Linked DNA regions of Rattus norvegicus: region 1 is linked to region 2. The links are chromatin contacts, called in public Hi-C maps. All regions are on one chromosome and are shown on one strand. Each heading gives the region's core, a stretch centred on a gene start, on an enhancer-like site or on the middle of the called end of the contact. The rest is flanking DNA. Distances are from core to core; before and after follow the strand shown.

Region 1 (4,226 bases), core at 749-3,248, 46 kb before region 2:
TGGAGCTGGGTTTGGATAGCTGCAGGAAAGGCCTCTCCCTGGGAGGAAAGAGTATAGGAACATGGCCTTCATGTGGAAGCGGAGGGCAGGTGAAATGAACTGAACAGCAGGGTCGTCTTCAAGCTCCGTTGCCCAGTAATGATGCCCCGTAGGACTATCATCTACACAGACCCCACTAGGAAGGGACGATTGTACAAAAACATATTTTATTTTAAAGACGACGGACATTGTGCTATCAGTTCCCCTTTCTTCCATTTCCACCAATCCGAAGGTCTGTGGGAAGGATGGGAGTAAGTGGGTAGGGAGGGGAGGAGAGATCCTGGTTCCAGCAGGGTACAGGGAAAAGATGGCTGCTGAGAGGCGGAGCCTACGCCTGCGCATCGCCGTCTTTACTCCTCCACACCACAAGCGTAACGAGGAAAGGGATGAGGCAGATGGGGGCTATGATCATGGCCAGAAGCACATCCTCTGGGGGATCGGAGAAGGTAGGCTGCACCAAGGAGCAGTTGGCAAAGTGTATCAGGTGAGCCTCAAGGATGATACTTTCTGCCAAGGGATTTGGGAAGCCCAGGCCAAACTTGTCTGCCTCGTACTCCAAGCAATACCGCAGGTTGCTGTAATACCTGGAGAGCAGTAGGGGATTCGAGTGAGGGAAGGATTGGGTCCAGGGAGAAGGATGACCCCCCACCCCCCACCCACAAAGGTCAGATCCAACTCCTGGCCTGAGCCATCCTCCTTCAACACTGCCCCTACCTGCTAATCAAAGTCCAGTTGCACCAGTCCTTGACAGAGTCCATGGAAGTCTTGTAATAATACCAGCAAGGTAGGACATTTGTTTCGTAGTCCTCCATCTTCCCTGTGGGGACAGAGGCTTCCCAATGACCACACCCCTGGCCCTCCCTCCGAGCCTTCTGATCCAGGTATTTCCAGAGTACAGTCTTCTGCCTTTAGAGAAGGGAATCCCTCTGAAAATCTCCCTAGCAGGACACTTGTGGCCGAGAGGAGCATTCTCTCCCCGAACTCTGTGGCTCGGGAATCCTGCAATGGCAATTATATTGTCTAGCCCCGCAAGATATTCACATAGACCTAGTCTTGCTCTACCTAGCCAACTGGGCCAAGGCACTGGACTGTGGCTTTGTGGGATGATAGGGAGGAAGACCATAGGAACCCCAAGAGACACCAGAGAGGTTAGCGGGCATCAGTTGGTTCTAGGATTGTCTTGTGAAAGGACTCCTCCCCCGTGCTGGGCTTATCCTTCCCACTAGGTCATTCTCCCTCAGACTTAGGCACTCACCTTTTGACAGAAGGCTGTCCTCAGTAGGATGAGATTGATTCAGGGACTCCGGAGAGGTTGAGACAGCTGTATAAAGAAATGAACCAGAAGGGTGGGGTGATATGGGGAGAGGTCTGAACAGTAGTACCTGTTTATGGGTAGCGAGCAAGGCCCTGGGAAGTCAGCACTGCTTTGGAACAAAAAGAATAATCTCCCCTCCTCCCCCATGGGATTGTCCTATTGAGGGAAGGGAACGGCTGGTACCAGATGCGTCCCAATCACTCCCGAGTCCAAAGCCCTCTCCCTCTTTGTCAGTCCTGAACCTCCTAAGACTTCTCTGCGGGGTCCGAGCAGGCACCCCAGCTTTTCTTAAGTACGAAGCAGCCTAAGTAGCTGGCCTGCGCCAAACCAGAGATGTGTTCAGGACCCATGTGCAGGTCAGAGCTGCTCCTCACGTCGGTTGGCACTCGCAGGGTGGTCCCGTGCTGGCCTCGATGGCCCAGGCCCCTTCCCCTCCCGGACCTCCCTCATCTCCCACCCGGGCCCCAACGCTGTGCTCACCGCCCAGCAGCAGCAGCAACAGCAGCAGTAACAGCGGAGGGAGGCGGAGCGCTGCGGGCCGCTGGGCGCTGGTCACAGCGAGCTGTGATCCACCCGGGGCGCGCTCTACCCGGAGCGGAGCCATCACGCCTTGGGCGAGATGGCGAGGAGGGGCGGCGGAGCTGAGCTGGCCCGGGCGGGGGCGCCTATATCCCGGGCCCCAGCCGCAGGAAGCCGCGCCGCTTCCTCGGAGGGGCTGGCACGGCGGCGGCCACGTGGGGGGCGGGCTGCAGAGGGAGTCACTGCCGCACCCGTAATTCACTCGGCCTGGATTGCCTTGGCCCACTCTCGCTTCCAGCTCGGACCGCGGGGCTGGACAGCTCCCCCTGTACCCCATGAACCGGGATCCACTTCCCATCCCGGACTAGCTCAAGTCTGCCAGCATCAGCCGAGGGATTCCAGTCGCTTCCTCCTTCTCGCACCGGAGGGGTGGGGACCCGCTGCTGTCCCAGACCTGGGGAAGAAGGAGGCGGTTGGGAGCTCCAAGGGCCTCCGATGCCTTGGTATCTGAGGCAGGGGTTTGGGTGGGAAGTGGCGGCAAGAGCTGCGCCCGCACCACTTTCTTTTCCCAGGGAACACCCACTGATGTCTGCCAAAATCCGGATAGTAGAGGGGCCTGGCCCTACTGAGAAAGGGAGAAGACGGTCAGGGAAGCAGGGTAGGGAGGTAGTAATATCTAAATAACCCTCCTTCAATGTAAATTCTGGGTCCTTCACCCACAAACCTGATATTGGAGTGCAAAAAGAAAGATGACTACATTTCCAGGAAAATGGCCACCCAGGTTGTTAGAACTAAGGGAGACACTAGAACTTTTTTTTTTCTTTTTTTCTCCTTTTCGGAGCTGGGGACCGAACCCAGGGCTTTGCGCTAGCTAGGCAAGCGCTCTACCACTGAACTAAATCCCCAACCCCTGATACTAGAACTTTCAATGTGCCACTTAGTGTTTGAGGTGAGCTGCTGCTGCTGCTGCTGCTGCTGCTGCTGCTGCTGCTGCTGCTGCTGCTGCTGCTGCTGCTGCTGGAACCCAGCCCCAAGGCAAGCATATTTTTACCACCACCAGTTTTATAGAGGAGGAGGCAGCTAAAGATTAAGGAGAGACCCCAGGACTCGAACTGAAAAGTTCTGTTCCTAAATCTATTTTCCCACTCCCCGGCCTTGGACGCTACAGTTGCCATCGGTTTCTCATGCACCATTAAGACCTTGCTCTCCTTCTGCTCTGGAGGAATCTCCTCCTTTGTAGAAAGAGACTGTACTCACTCCACAGAAGCCGGTTTTCTTTTTTTCCCTTTCCTGAGTAACTTGGCTAAGGTCGAATTTTACTGGGAAGCCCTGAGGCTCAGTCTGGGCCCCCAGGGATCCTGCCAGCTATCACAACTCAGCTGTTGCTGTATATTGGGCCAGCTATCCATTAGCCTGAATTAGCCCAGGGGCTTGTTTGATCGCACTTTTTAATTCCAATCATACAGCTGTCAGCACAAAACTTTCCCAATTACTCCCAGACATTGACCCTTGAACTCAGCTGTTGCTGTTGTCCCAGTTTACTGATCTCAGTCCACCAAAGTTATCTTTTATGGTCTCTTAAAAAAAAAAAGAAGAAGAAAAAGAAAAAGCATCTCAGGACCTCAGCTGCATCATGGCGACAGGCAGCTGGAATTAATTAATTATAGGCAGCATAAGGGGTGGTGGTGGCCCTTTGAACGCCTCAGAGTTCTGTTGGTAAGGGTCGTTCCTTCAAAGGTGCAGAGAGCCAAGTAGCCTCCGAGACGCTTCAAACTGGGGACCAAACTTTATATCTCCCATTCTTCAAAGAATCACCCTTTCCTTCTTTAGATCTTAAATGCTTTTCAATGTACATATGTGTGTGTTGGGGGGGGCACATGTATGTATGTACATGTGTGCAGGTGCCTGAAGAAGCCAGAGTAGAGTATTGGGGGGTGGGGGTCCTCTGGAGCTGAAGTTACAAAGGAGTGGGAACCACATGAGTGCTGGGAACTGAACGTCTTCCTGTGCAGGAGCAGAAAAATGCTCTTAACCACTAAGTGATCTCCCTAGCTGCTTGCCTGCCTTCCTTCCTTCCTCTCTCCTTACTTTCTCCTCCCTTCCTTCCTTCTGTCTCCTCCCTCCCTTCCTTCTTCCTTCCTTCTGGATCAGTATCTCACGAAGCTCCAGTTTGCCTCAACATAGCCAGGGAAGACCTTGAATTTGTGATCTACCCGCTCCACTTTTTGAGTATTGGGATCACAAGAGTTCACAGCCACACCCAGTTGATGTTATGCCGAGGATAAAACGCAGGGCCTTAAGCGTGCCAGGCAAGCCCTCTATCCACTGAGCTCCTTCCCAGCCCAGCACTGCC
Region 2 (4,461 bases), core at 406-2,905:
AGACTGGGGACAGAAGGAGTTGTCAGATTACGGATTTGCACTGTTCTTTTTTTTTTTTTTTTCGGAGCTGGGGACCGAACCCAGGGCCTTGCGCTTCCTAGGTAAGCGCTCTACCACTGAGCTAAATCCCCAGCCCCTGCACTGTTCTTTAATTGTATATCCAGAGACATGTCTCTCTTCCTGTGAAAGAGTCCCAGTGTCAGTCCCGCTCCTCAGCACAGTGTCATGGTGGGTCTGTCCGTCTTCACCTCCGAGAGACCCTTCTCTTGATTCTATCAGGACTACAGACTTTGTTGTCAATATAGTTGAGGTTTGGATGAGCACAGCAGCTCTAATCACTCTGCTGCACCCAAGGGGGAAAATCCAGACAGCCTTGCCTACACTCACGAGTTCACTGTCATTTCCCATTCAGGCAACAAAAAGAGCTCCAAGAAACAGTTTCCAAATGACATGATCTTCAGCGCCATTGCTTCCATGTTCCCCGAGAATGGTGTCCCTGACGACATGAAGGAGAGGTAGGGAAAGCTGTTCCTCTCAGGCTACACCCAGGCTCGTGAACAGATTCTTAGCCAAGCCCGTCTTTTGCTTAATAAAAAGCCCTGTTGTGTGCCATGGTTTGCTTGCACTTCTGACTTTCTTGTCTGGTTACCTCTGAATGTCCCTTGTCATATGAGGGTTCATTCTCTGTGCTGCTTTTGAGGCTGAATGGGCAGAAAACTTGCTCTGTCCTTCTGGATAATTCTACCAGCACTGAACTTACCCAGCCACCTTCTCCTTACTCTGATACAGCCCTGCACAGTTCCGATGGCATGTCCGCTTAGCTGCTTATCGTCCCACCCACCAGGCCTATAAAAACCACCCATCCTCCCTTGGCACGCCAACCCTTTATGGCAGTTCCCCTGGTTACAGTGGGGAGTTTCCTAAAGAGGAGTTCTCTCTTTTCTTACAGGTATCGAGAGCTGACAGAGATGTCGGACCCCAATGCACTTCCCCCTCAGTGCACACCCAACATCGATGGCCCCAATGCTAAGTCAGTGCAGCGGGAGCAGTCTCTGCACTCTTTCCACACCCTGTTCTGTCGGCGCTGTTTTAAATACGACTGCTTCCTTCACCGTGAGTGGGGCTGCTCTGTGTGAAGTGCTTCTCTCCTCCCACCCCAGCCCAATTCCTCCTGTGTATTTACTCTGTGGAGTTCCCAGTTCCTGCTCTGGCAAGGGCTTCACAAAAGGCCAGGTCTGCCTTGATTTGCTGGGTGACACTGATATGGTTTGCATGATAGGTTCAACTTAATTAAACACTGGGCTTGTCCCTTGGTGCCTCCCGTCTTTGAAAGGATTGTATAGTTATGAGAACTAAATTTTCTGTACCCTTTGGGTCACCTTCATATGGAGTTAACACCTGCCATAGCTCCCTGACTCGGTTTCCCTGCTTCCTCTTAGTTGGGGTAGAGCCTTGGAAACACTACAGCCTTTTGTTTTCTAGCTTTCCACGCCACCCCTAATGTGTACAAAAGGAAGAACAGAGAAATCAAGATTGAGCCAGAACCATGTGGTGCAGACTGCTTCCTTTGGCTGGTAAGTCCATAAGCTGTCCTGGCTTGGTTAGCTCTGCTTAAGGTTGAGCAGGAAATGGTCCTTGAACTTTCTTTGTCTGGGAACACATGCTAAGTGAGTCAGCCCACAGCACTGCAGAGGCAGTCCAGACATGATAGAATGGATTTAGTCTTTCTTTTGGGCTGATGGGGTAAGATTTGATGAACATTAGTAAAGGATTTTCTGCTTTTTAAACTTCAGTTTGAGACTGTTGTTCAATTTAGAGCAAAGAGGTCTGTACCTGTGTGTTGGTGCTAGAGTACTTGGGCTTGGCCCCCAGCACCATCAAAGAAAAAAATAATAGAGCAAAGTGTGTGGTGTGTGTGTGTGTGTGTGTGTGTGTGTGTGTGTGTGTGTGTGTGTATGGTGTATATGCTGTTTTCTCCACAAAACCAATGCTTGGAAGATAAGAGAGAGTTGGGGGGAAGATCGTGTTTACTCAACAGCTGGCTGGCATCCTGAGGATGTGGTGGTGGTACCTTAAGATTCCATCTTGATGGGCGTGATGGCTCTGCCTTTAGTACTCAGGAGACAGGCATATGGATCTTTGAGTTCGAGGCCAGCCTGGTCTATGGAGTGAGTTCCAAGACAGCCATGGATACACAGAGAAACCCCTGTCTTGAAAAACCTGGAAAAAACGTCTCAGAGAACGAAGGAACTCAAAGGGCTTCCAGGGAGGAACAGAGGAGTAGGCAGGATGGCAGTTGGCTGACGAGGATCTGGTCGTTCAGGGAGTGTTTTGAAAGTTCTCTGACTGGCCCAGTGGTCCCCAGCCTCCTTTGTAAATCCATACAGTTAGTTACGTAGGCAGATAGGTCATTTCTAACCTTCAGAGTAGCCACATGGTCTCTGAGCTGATGCACTGTTGTAAACAGTAAGGAGTTCCTGTGTTCTCGTTATCTGGTACCGTGCATGCTGTATGTGGAAAGAAAGACTAGTTAGCATTTAATATCTTTTTTTTTTTTTCCTTTTCTTTTTTCCGGAGCTGGGGACTGAACCCAGGGCCTTGTGCTTGCTAGGCAAGCGCCCTACCACTGAGCTAAATCCCCAACCCCAGCATTTAATATCTTGATCATTTGGGTGAACTTCTCATTAGGATTTAGAATTGGGCAAAGGAAGGTGACAACTGTGGGGGCAAAGAGAAAGGGAAGTAACAGGGACTCCCCAGGGCAACTGCTAAGGGGCCGCCATTGACTCGGCTGCCAGCCCTTCATTCATTCTGGCTCCTCAGCGCTAAATGGGAGAAAGGATGGAGGACTTGGGGACGGAAGGCTTTGACGTGGGGAGCTATGTGATGCTTTGCTGGAGGGCTGTGTGTGCGGGGTGAGATCTTGGTCATCTGGGGCATGTGTCCTTTCATCGCCGACTAGCACATATCAGTAGATCTTGATCTTCTGAGGCTAGTTTCTGTAGTTCTGTGGGCAGACATATTTTAATCATTTATTTTGAGCTTTGGGTGAGGCGTGTCAATAGTGTATGTATAGAGGTCGGAAGACAACTTTCGGGAGTTAGTTTTCTCCCTCTGTGTGAGTCCTGGTAATCAGACTCAGGTCAGCTGCACTTTTACCCACTGAGTCATCTGCCCAGACATACTGCTGTTAAACCTCAGTAATCTGTGTGGTTTGCGTGAGGCGATGCACAAACTGAAGGATAATGCAGAATTCTATACATATCTGAAGGCCATCAGCTGCTCTCGGGGTCTGTCAGCCTGTGCGTAGATTATTTACTGCTTAAGATGTCACTTGTTTTTAGACCTCAGATGCTAGGCAGGGGAAGGGGAGGTACTTTTGAAAGGGGTGGGGGAAAGTACTTAGCCAGAACAACCCCCACAGGAGGGCATTGCTCAGTTCTCTATGTAACAGGCTGTGCTCAGGCGAAGGATCGGCTGCTTCACACAGTTTCTGCCATTGGTTAAAACTACAGTGCACGGGGCTGGGGATTTAGCTCAGTGGTAGAGCGCTTACCTAGGAAGCGCAAGGCCTTGGGTTCGGTCCCCAGCTCCGAAAAAAAAGAACCCCCCCCCAAAAAAAAAAAACTACAGTGCACAGCCATGTGCCTTCTGGACCATCTTCAGCAGGGTAACAGATAAGTCAGTGCTCGCAGTGTTGTTCAGATTCAGGTCCTGATCTATAACTCGTCCTTTTAAAATTATTCCAGGCCTTTCTCCCAACATAATGTTAACATTTAGCACTTCATTAACTCAAAAGGTCATCACTCTTCTTAGAGTCACCACTCTGAAACCTTGTGCGTGTGTTTGTTCAACTTGAGAGCCACACACATACATTTGTGTGACCTGTCTAATGTGCTGGGCTATCTTCCCCCTATTTTTGTTTTTCTTTACAGACAGTGTCTTTAATCATAACAAGATGTTTGGCCCTGCCAAAGCAAGCCTTTGGAATGGTAACCTAGGACTCAGTTCTTATAAAAAGCTTCAGAAGAAGGCAAAAGACTGAAGAGAAACCAGTGTTTATAGTTTCTTTAGGTTTTTTTTTTTTCTTTTTACAGTGCTGAGAATTGAATTTACAGCCACATGTATGCTAGGCAAGTGCTCGAACACTGAGCTATTCTCGGCTTACCAACTTTTTAATAAGAACTTTTTGGTTTTAGACTAGTCTGAAATATAGTTCAGGCTCAAGATCCTGGTTCAGCCTCTCAAATGCTGGGATTATAGGTGTGTACCAGCACTTGTCTGCATCAGCTCTTAAATAACATTTTTAATGCCCAAAGAAATCAAAAGAAGCCTTCCTGGACTTGAAATATTTTCCCATCTTTATCCAGATGTTTGTGAAGACTTTGGTGCAGGGATTAGAGCCAAGGTGGCATGCTTGCTAGACACATCCCTTCCCGGGAGCCGCATCCTTGACTACAC

The links. Hi-C and Micro-C count contacts between places; a contact is called where the count stands out from the background.
Region 1: a contact with region 2 is called in a Hi-C map of the A7r5 cell line, with 5 times the contacts expected there. The contact joins the promoter of Ramp2 here to the enhancer-like site in region 2. A contact is called at or near these places in 11 of 12 Hi-C or Micro-C datasets (the A7r5 cell line, the Rat2 cell line, Schwann cells and 6 more) and 1 of 1 datasets of contacts at active chromatin or transcription factors (oligodendrocytes).

What each region holds. Positions count from the first base shown.
Region 1 is chr10:86,686,920-86,691,145 of GRCr8, reverse strand. It overlaps Ramp2 (receptor activity modifying protein 2), which reads right to left and starts at 1,998. Exons shown (of 4, transcript NM_031646.2): 1 at 1,835-1,998; 2 at 1,295-1,360; 3 at 754-856; 4 at 190-623. The coding sequence starts at 1,958. The coding sequence ends at 368.
Region 2 is chr10:86,640,250-86,644,710 of GRCr8, reverse strand. Ezh1 (enhancer of zeste 1 polycomb repressive complex 2 subunit) reads left to right here. Exons shown (of 20, transcript NM_001107051.1): 7 at 413-515; 8 at 950-1,113; 9 at 1,483-1,574. Among named protein-coding and RNA genes, the nearest start is that of Ezh1, 10 kb to the left of the region's middle. Within about 2 kb of position 1,655, at least 6 of the 93 cell types and tissues checked have an H3K27ac peak or open chromatin away from gene starts, as enhancers often do. A contact at or near this core is called in the A7r5 cell line, where this site is marked.